Regions from separate parts of the Sus scrofa genome. Here region 1 is linked to region 2. A link is a contact called in public Hi-C data. All regions are on one chromosome and are shown on one strand. Each heading gives the region's core, a stretch centred on a gene start, on an enhancer-like site or on the middle of the called end of the contact. The rest is flanking DNA. Distances are from core to core; before and after follow the strand shown.

Region 1 (4,328 bases), core at 1,732-4,231, 110 kb after region 2:
AGCGGAGTTGAAGGGTTAGATCCTTCAGCTTTTAGAATAGGGATCTGAGAAGCAGAGAGAAACAGCTGGAGTTGTTTCTCTTCTGTTTCTCTCCCCATCCTTTATGGAAATAGGTTAACATAAAATTATTAAACGTTCTCATCGAAGATTCCATTGTTTTAGGATCTGGTGTTTATGGTATTTATCTTAGGGAACATTTTGGTTAAGGATTTTGGAATAAGGGCTCTACTTTTATTATGACAAACTATAAATCACATCAATATCAACAGTTGAATATATCTTTTTTTCTTTGAATGAGGTTGTTTTCAAGTACCTAAAATACAGGTACCATATATGGATGGGAAATAACATTAACATTTAGGTATCCTGCCTGACATATGCAACAGCCTGGTCTGGAAAAACAATAGCTTCAGTTTTTAACTTCTTCCTTTTGCCATCAAAAAGTACTTATTAGGCCCACAGTGTTATAGCAAAAAGGTACGTTAAAATCATGGGCCAACCTCCAGTGCATTTTAATATCACTTCTATTGCCCTCCTGACAGACCAGCCACATTTTGATCGAACACTTCAGTGGCAAGGTGAGGTATCCCTCCTTTCTGCTCTTGTCAGCAAGGCCTTGTTTACACTGAACTGACAGCTGCTTCCCTGGGACCTGAGTCTCATTAGTTTTCCTTTTGCCAACAACCCTCCAACTTGTGGAATTACACGTAGAATTTTTCAGCGGAGAAGATCTAAAACTTTGATCCATCTGAGTCTATGACCAAAAAACTTAAGAAATGAAAAGTTTCAAGTGGTACAGAGTTAGAGTGAAAGACTCTTTTACTTGACAGGCTTTCAGGTCCCTGGGCTGCAGTTTCCTCATCTGTAAAATGGGAATGATAATATATTCTATAGGGTGGCTGTGAGAATTAAATGAAATAATGTTCATAAAGTACTTAGCATAGTTGCCTAGAAGTCAGTAAATGTAAGTTATCTTCACTAAATAATCTTCACTCTTATGTTCCCTTCTTTACCTCTATAGCACAAATTGAACTTAATGATTCATTCTAATCTGAACAGTGCAGCATACAATGAATTCCTATCTTCAAACAAAATCATCTCATTTTGTATTGGCTTTTGTAGTAAATATACCAAAGTTGACCCCCAAAAATCTCACCACTACCACCACTACCCCCACATACACACAAGCTTTTGCTGTCGAGGTAGGCTTTATTCATTTTTTTTTTAATTTATGGTTAAAATTTTGAGTGTAAACATTTTTTCTCTTCTATTATTTAAGCCTCTCTGCAGTTTCTAGTTGGATAGATGGGTTTTAATCTTGATTGTGACATTCATCATGTTAACTCTGCCTGCTTTTTTGTCACCTGCACATGTGGTGAATTTATTCACCAGACATTCAAGTCATTAATAATAGATGGGACAGGGCCTTTTGCCATGGTAGCAAATCTAAAAGCTTGTGACATGTAGAAAGTCCTGGACTTTTGGAGCCTGGTTTTGGAGCCTGGCTACTAGCTTTGTGACCTTGAGAAACTTCTTTTCCATGTCATAGAATGAGATTAGGAACATCTATCTTTCAGGTAATCGTTAGAATTCAAAGTAATGTGTGCAAAGTACCAAGTAGAGAACTGGTTGGGAATCTAGTTGGCCCCCAGTAGATATTGCTGAGACAGTTAATGAATCAGCTGAACTCAGCTAGCACTGTCCTTCACATCTAGCCCATAGATCAGTCTTTTTCATAAGGACAGAATTTTAATCAAATGCTTTGCGAAAATTAAAGATCTTGAGTATTCTCCAATCAGAAAGGTAAATGATGTTAGTTTAGAAATGACTGATGCTTAGAGTTCCCAGGTGGCCTAGCAGTTAAAGATTCAGTGTTGTTACCACTGTGGCTTAGGTTCAATCTCTGGCCCAGGAACTACTTCTGTATGCCACAAGCATGGCTGAAATTTAAAAAAAAATAATAAAAATAAAAAGACTGATTCTTAGTGAACTGCTAGTTCCTAGAAGTCTCCAGTATTTTTCTCCCAAATAGTCCTTGTTTTCTGATTAAATCTTGAATTTTGCCAGAAATTGGCATCAAAACTAAAGTGGTTTATAATACCTAGGAATTCTAATGCTTTCCTTCACTTTTGAATTTTAAAAAATTAGGGGAAAAAGCATGTTTGAGTCTCTAGCCTCTTGAGTCCTCCTTCCTTCTGTTTTTCTAAAGGTTGTCAGAATATTTCTGAGCTTACATCTGCGGGTCCTCCCTGGAACATAATTCACCAGAATTTGAAGACTTGAATTCCTTTAAAGTGACCTCTTCTTCTTGTACCTTGATCCTCTCTTAAATGAAGTTTCTTCTGTCCTTTCCAGCTGAAAGATCATTTGCCTTTTAAGAAAGTAAAACAGTTGCTGAACAGTTCTGTTTTCTTTCTCTAATTAATTACTATACCATCTGCCTTGGGTTTGGGAATTTTTTTTTTTAAATTGGAGCCTGTTTTGGAGCTCCCGTTGTGGCGCAGTAGTTAGCCAATCTGACTAGGAACCATGAGGTCACGGGTTTAGTCCCTGGCCTTGCTCAGTGGGTTAAGGATCTGGTGTTGCTGTGGCCGTGGTGTAGGCCGGTGGCTACAACTCCGATTTGACCCCTAGCCTGGGAACCTCCATATGCCCCGGACCTAGAAAAGGCAAAAAAAAAAAAAAAAAAAAAGAAGAAGACAAAATAAATAAATAAATAAATTGGAGTCTGTTTTCCCGAGTAAGCATACTCTGACAGAATTGGGGGAGAAATACAACCAAGGGAGGTATTATAATGTTGAAAGTTTGGAGAATAATAAATTAGGAGTTATGGGATAAAGGATGCCTCCGAAGGGGCTGAAGGCAACATGAATTAGTGGAGCTGGATGAGTGACAGAGTCCAGGGAACTGGAGAATGAATGCTCAGCTTAGGACTGTTCTCATTCAGAACAGTTTGCACATCACACTGGCAAGAAACACTGGCCCAAACACTACTGTGAGCTTGTGGCTTCTGTTTGTTGAGAGTGCCCTGGAAGAGGGAGAACTACATGTAGTTCACTGTTTTATTTCCAACATCTAACACACTTTGAAGTACATGGATATTTGATAAATAGCCAAACTTTAATTAACATTCATTACATGCCTCTATGTGTGAGAACTATTCCGTGTAAAGTAACAAAAGGAGAAATTGGCTACTGCTCTAGAAGAATATTTAATCTCACTTGGGGAGGCGGCACTCGTAAATTAAATAGTTGGACATGGGCTCAAGAAGAGAATACTGACTGGGTAATTCCAGGAAGTCTGCATGAAGGAGATGGGCTTTCTCTAGTCTTCAAGATTGCTCAGGCTTGGTTTATGCAGGGAAGGGGGGAAAGGGTGCTGGGTGGAGATACAGGGGAGGTGGTGTTTTCCAACCCCAGGGCAGGCTAGCAGGAGAAAATGAGCATGGGTGTGTGTGGTGAGGATAAAATAGCCTGAGTGGGGAGGAAGCTTCCTCAGATTAATGAGAAATTGAACCCAGTAGGAAAAAGGTTTTTTGTTTTGTTTTTTAAGAATGTTTAAATTAAATATACCTCTGCCTCTACCTCACGTCTACTCCCTGTCCTAAAACACACCACCATCAGCTACAGAGAACAGGAACTCTCTAATGATGCCTTAGGAGTGTGGTATATGTATCATGAAAAAATTACCAAAATTTAAATAGCAAAACTTTCAGAATTCTTCTTCCTTTGACCTAGAGTCCAAGCAGATTTGGACACTGTGTTTTCTCACGTCACCACATAAGAATAATGGTTCTTTTAAGTATTCAAAATTACGTATACTACTGCCTGGAATTTAATTCAGTGCATAGCAGTTGACACTTTCAGTTTGCTGTTAATGCTTCCTAATCGTTCTAAAATATTTGAGGTTGTTTCACTACGTAACATAAAGACTGACTAACCTTGAATGTGTAGGGGAGGGAGAAAAAAATCATCTTCTTCTATCCTCTTAGGTTCATTGACTGGGCCTGCAAATCAAACTGACAACAGATTAGTAGGAGAAAAAAAATTAATTACCTGTGTACACATGGGCGTTCACAGAGAAATGTGATTCATGGAAATGGCAACTTGGGGGCTTACATATCATTTTAACAAAGGGTGATAAAGTGGGGACAGAGGCCAGACTAAGGAAAGGGGGTTGGAGCTCCAGGCATGACAGAGTTCTGAAAGGGTGACTAGATGTATGACTAATAAGGGTTGTTTGTTTTGCAGATAACAGTTGTCTCCAGAGTGGTTATCTTTTTGGTATAGGAGAGGGAGACACCTTTACTAAGGGGAATTTATGCCCTG
Region 2 (4,421 bases), core at 1,055-3,554:
TATGGATCATTCATTAGTTTCCTTTCTCTTAGGGATCACAGCCTTATGCTGTCTGTGTCCAGTTTCTGAAAGACTTGTTTTGTATATTTTATCCTGCTTTCTAATTGTTTATAGCAGGAAGGCAGGTACAGTACCAGGTAATCAAATGTGGTCTGAGGTAGAACTCTCTTTGGAAGACAAACATTACAAAGGGAGGAAAGTGATATTGTGGTGCAGCAGAAACAAATCCGACTAGTAACTATGAGGTTGTGGGTTCAATCCCTGGCTTCACTCAGTGGGTTAAGGATCCAGTGTTGCCATGAGCTGTGGTGTAGGTTACAGACATGGCTCAGATTCTGCATTGCTGTGGCTATGGTGTAGGCTGGCAGCTGTAGCTCTGATTAGACCCCTAGTCTGGGAACTTCCATATGCCGTGGTATGGCCCTAAAAAAAAAAAAGGAAAAAAAAAGAGAGGAAAATGAAATGCTTATGACAGGAAAAAGGCTAAATTTATCTTATGTTCATCCAGAACCCCTAAGAATAAGAAAAAAGTTAACTCAGTAGAAAAATAGCAAAAAAGGACACAAATTTCCAATAAACCTATGAAAAGATGTTCAACCTCACTAAGGTTAACATTAAAATATGCTGAAAAGTTGAAATACCATTTCTCATTCAAGCATTATAATAAGCATTGGAAAATAATTTCCTATTTCCTTCTTGGTAAGAGTGTAAATTTAAATTTTTATCCACGTTGTAGAGCATTTTGGCGTTCTCCTTCAGAATTTTAAATATGCCATTCCCTTTGACCCAGCAATTCTATTTCCTAGGATTTTCCCCTCAGATCAACTTGCACAAACTCTCAAAAATTTATAGAGTTGATAATGCTGAAAAGTTGAAAATACCTTACATGTCCATCAATTAGAAATAAATTATAGTATCTCCAGACAAATCTATATGTGTATACTGACTTAGATGAATATAATATACTAAGTAGAAAAAGCAAATTAGTATCAGAACAGATTTTATAACTGTGAAAAAAGAAAAGTTATATTTATTATATGTATGTTTTCTCTGTAGATATTTCATTCAGTCCTTCTGACTTTAATATTAAGTATTTGCTGATATTTACTCCAGCTCATATTCAGCAGTCTATGTTATATCCCTTTTGGATAGTTAATAAGAATTTCCAGTTTACCATGGCCATAAGAGAACTTTAATTTACCAATCCTCTCTTCCCTACCCAGTCTTCTCCATTTTATTACATGGCACCATCATTCAACCACTTGCTTATATCAAACATTTGGGAGTTGAGGAATTTGTCTTTTTTTTTTTTTTTTTTTTTTGTCGTTTTAGGGCCTCACCTGCAGCATATGGAGGTTCCCAGGCTAGGGGTCCAATCAGAACTGTAGCCGCTGGCCACAGCCACAGCAATACCACACCCAAGCCACGTCTGCAACCTACGCCACAGCTCACAGCAAGGCCGGATCCTTAATCCGTGAGCAAGGCCAGGGATCAAACCTGTGTCCTCATGGATGCTAGACAGATTCACTTCCACTGAACCATGGCGGGAATTCTGAGGAATTTTTCTTGATAAGCTCCACAGTGTTCAGTGGGAATAAAGGAGTCAGAAAGCTGGAGGGTTACAAGGATATTTCCTGGTTATGGGATATTAAAATAGCATCCACTTTCTTTTTAGCTGGCAATAAATTAGCCACTATATCATGCACTTCATGTATATTATTTCATTCAATCCTCATGAAATCAATAAGGCAAGTGTTATTTCTCCATTTTATTATTAGTGTTTAAGATTTCAGGTGAAAGGAGTTCCTGTCGTGGCGCAGTGGTTAACGAACCCGAGTAGGAACCATGAGGTTGCGGGTTCGATCCCTGCCCTTGCTCAGTGGGTCAAGGATCCAGCATTGCTGTGAGCTGTGGTGTAGGTTGCAGACGCGGCTTGGATCCCGCATTGCTGTGGCTCTGGTGTAGGCCAGCGGCTACAGCTCCGATTAGACCCCTAGCCTGGGAACTTCCATATGCCATGGGAGCGGCCCTAGAAAAGGCAAAAAAGACAAAATAAATAAATAAATAAATAATAAAGTAAAAGGAAACAGGCAAAATTTATTTAAAAAAAAAGATTTCAGGTGATAATGCTTTAGTGGAAAATGAGGGATGTGTATGTGTATGTGTGTCTATGTGTAATCTTCTCACATTTCTCTTTCTTTGTTGCAGTGCATAGATCCTGCCAGAAGACGGCTGCCAGGTACTATAGATATCCTGAGAGCAATAATTTGGTCCCAAGGTAGGTGTCAGTGGAAGCATGTCAGGCACTTCCAGTGAGGTGTTGATTCCCACAGCTGGTATGTGCAGAAAGGCCTCAGATCCCACTCTTCACTAGTTCAAATTCTATAGTACAGAATTCGTTCTTCCTCAATTTTATCAAAGTTGTCCTTCTTCCTCAGTTACATAAAAATATCAGCTGCTTCTGTGTGTAGAAGGATGTCATTTTTAAAATAAATGCACTTTTCAGTGTGACATTATTTAGCAGAATTGCGAGCAAGTTTAGAAAATTAATTTCATGAGAAGCTAGGTACTAGTAACAAAAAAAGTAATAAAGACGTGATGCCCCTGATGACCTCACATTCCAGTGGGGGAGACAGACTTGTAAACAGATATGTTAAAGTAGAAGGTGGTAAGTGCTCCTCTGAAGATTGAGCAAAGCTCTGTCAGGGCAAAAGCACAGGGGACTCTGCCTCAGGGAGTCAAGAAGGTTTAACAGAATAGGTGACATTTGAGCTAGATCTTGAAGGATGGGCAAGCGTTTGCCAGATGAATGAGATGATCTCTATATAAAGTGCCTAGTACAGGGCCAGGTAGTTGGTAAGACCCAATAAATGTTAACATCTAGTTCCAGTCGAAAAAGTGTTCCAGGCAGAGGACACAGGTCAGTTCAATTCAAGGAACACTTATTGAGTACCTTGTTTAGATCAGGCCCCATTCCAGATTTCTTAGCCCTTTGTGCCAGGCACATCCTGTGAAGACAGATAATTACACAAGGGTCTGGTGTGAGCCATGTCCAGATCTACTATTTATAGAGTTTGCTCTCAAGATGGAGCAGGGATGTTTGTTTTAACACTGCTGACACATTCCATCTTGATTGCAACCCCCTACAGCACGGAGACAGAAACAGCTAAAGGCTGTTCTAGACTCAATTTTATGAAGGCAGTGGTGACAGTCTAGCCTGGATTCCCCCTGTGTTTTGGGCCACTTTGATCTGCACTTGGGTCAGGTCTGGAACAGCATGGTTGGAAGAGTCCAGATGCCAGAGTTTCTGTCCCAGCTCATTGACCCAGAGGTCAGTAAGCCCCTTTATCATACTTAATCATTAAATCTTTTTTTTCAGATCATAAAATCTTTTTTTTTTTCTTTTTAGGGTCATACTCACGGCATATGGAAGTTCCCAATCTAGGGATCGAATCGGAGCTAGAGTTGCCAGCCACAGCCACAGCCACAGCAAAGCCAGATCTGAGCTGCATCTGCCACCTACACCACAGTTCACAGCAACACCAGATCCCCAACCCATTAAGCGAGGCTCAGGATCAAACCCACATCCTCATGGATACTAATTGGATTCGTTTCTGCTGCTCCATGATGGGAACTCCCCCAATCATAAAATCTTGATGCTTTATTCTATAGTAAGGTAAGGGATAGTATAGAATAAATAGAATCTGTACTGTTATGTGAATTTCTTCCACTAAACACAGAGCCTATACATTTCCATATCTAAAACAGAACATTTCCAAATGTAAGGAACATTCTATAACTGATTTCAATGGCTGTTTTACTAGCATAACTGGGTTACAAACAATACAAGGAATATGCCAGGTCTTTCACAAACGTTTTATTTATCACAACAATTCTATGAGATGGGAATTATTCTAACTATTATACAAATTAGGAAACTAAGCCACAGCGTATTTAACTTACAAAAGACTAAAAATAGTAACACTGGTATTTGAAATCATGTCTCTCTGACTCCAATCCCACTTTCTTTTCACTATAGCAGTGTCCTATAGTGAAACACAACTCCTACCATTAGTTGTGTTTCTACCACATGTCAGACACAATGTGAAATGCTCAAATACATTCTCTTTAATCTGCATGAATTTTCTTTAATATTATGCTAAGTACCTTGCTAACACAGCCAGCATATTATAGCTCTCAACTTCAAGCCTAGTTCTGAGACTCAAATGCCAGTTGTTCTCAAGTGCACTGGAACCAAATAGAGAATTAAAAAAAAAAAAAAAAAAAAAAAAGCCCTACCCCAAGAGAGTCTAATTTAATCGGTCTGGAGTAGAGCCCAGGTGATTTTTAAAGCTTCCAGGTGGTTTTAATTTGCTGCCTACTTTGAGACCATAGCTCTCAAAAGTGAATAGGAAGCTGGA

Evidence for each region. A called contact is a pair of places that touch in the nucleus more often than the background predicts.
Region 1: a Hi-C map of heart right ventricle shows a contact between it and region 2, with 4 times the contacts expected there. The contact joins two enhancer-like sites. A contact is called at or near these places in 2 of 47 Hi-C or Micro-C datasets (fetal heart ventricle and heart right ventricle).

The regions. Positions count from the first base shown.
Region 1 is chr15:94,765,185-94,769,512 of Sscrofa11.1, forward strand. The region is part of intron 7 of C15H2orf88 (small membrane A-kinase anchor protein); the gene reads left to right. Among named protein-coding and RNA genes, the nearest start is that of MSTN, 140 kb to the left of the region's middle. Within about 2 kb of position 2,982, at least 7 of the 83 cell types and tissues checked have an H3K27ac peak or open chromatin away from gene starts, as enhancers often do.
Region 2 is chr15:94,652,772-94,657,192 of Sscrofa11.1, forward strand. C15H2orf88 (small membrane A-kinase anchor protein) reads left to right here. Exons shown (of 8, transcript XM_021076261.1): 5 at 2,209-2,278. Among named protein-coding and RNA genes, the nearest start is that of MSTN, 27 kb to the left of the region's middle. Within about 2 kb of position 2,305, at least 2 of the 83 cell types and tissues checked have an H3K27ac peak or open chromatin away from gene starts, as enhancers often do.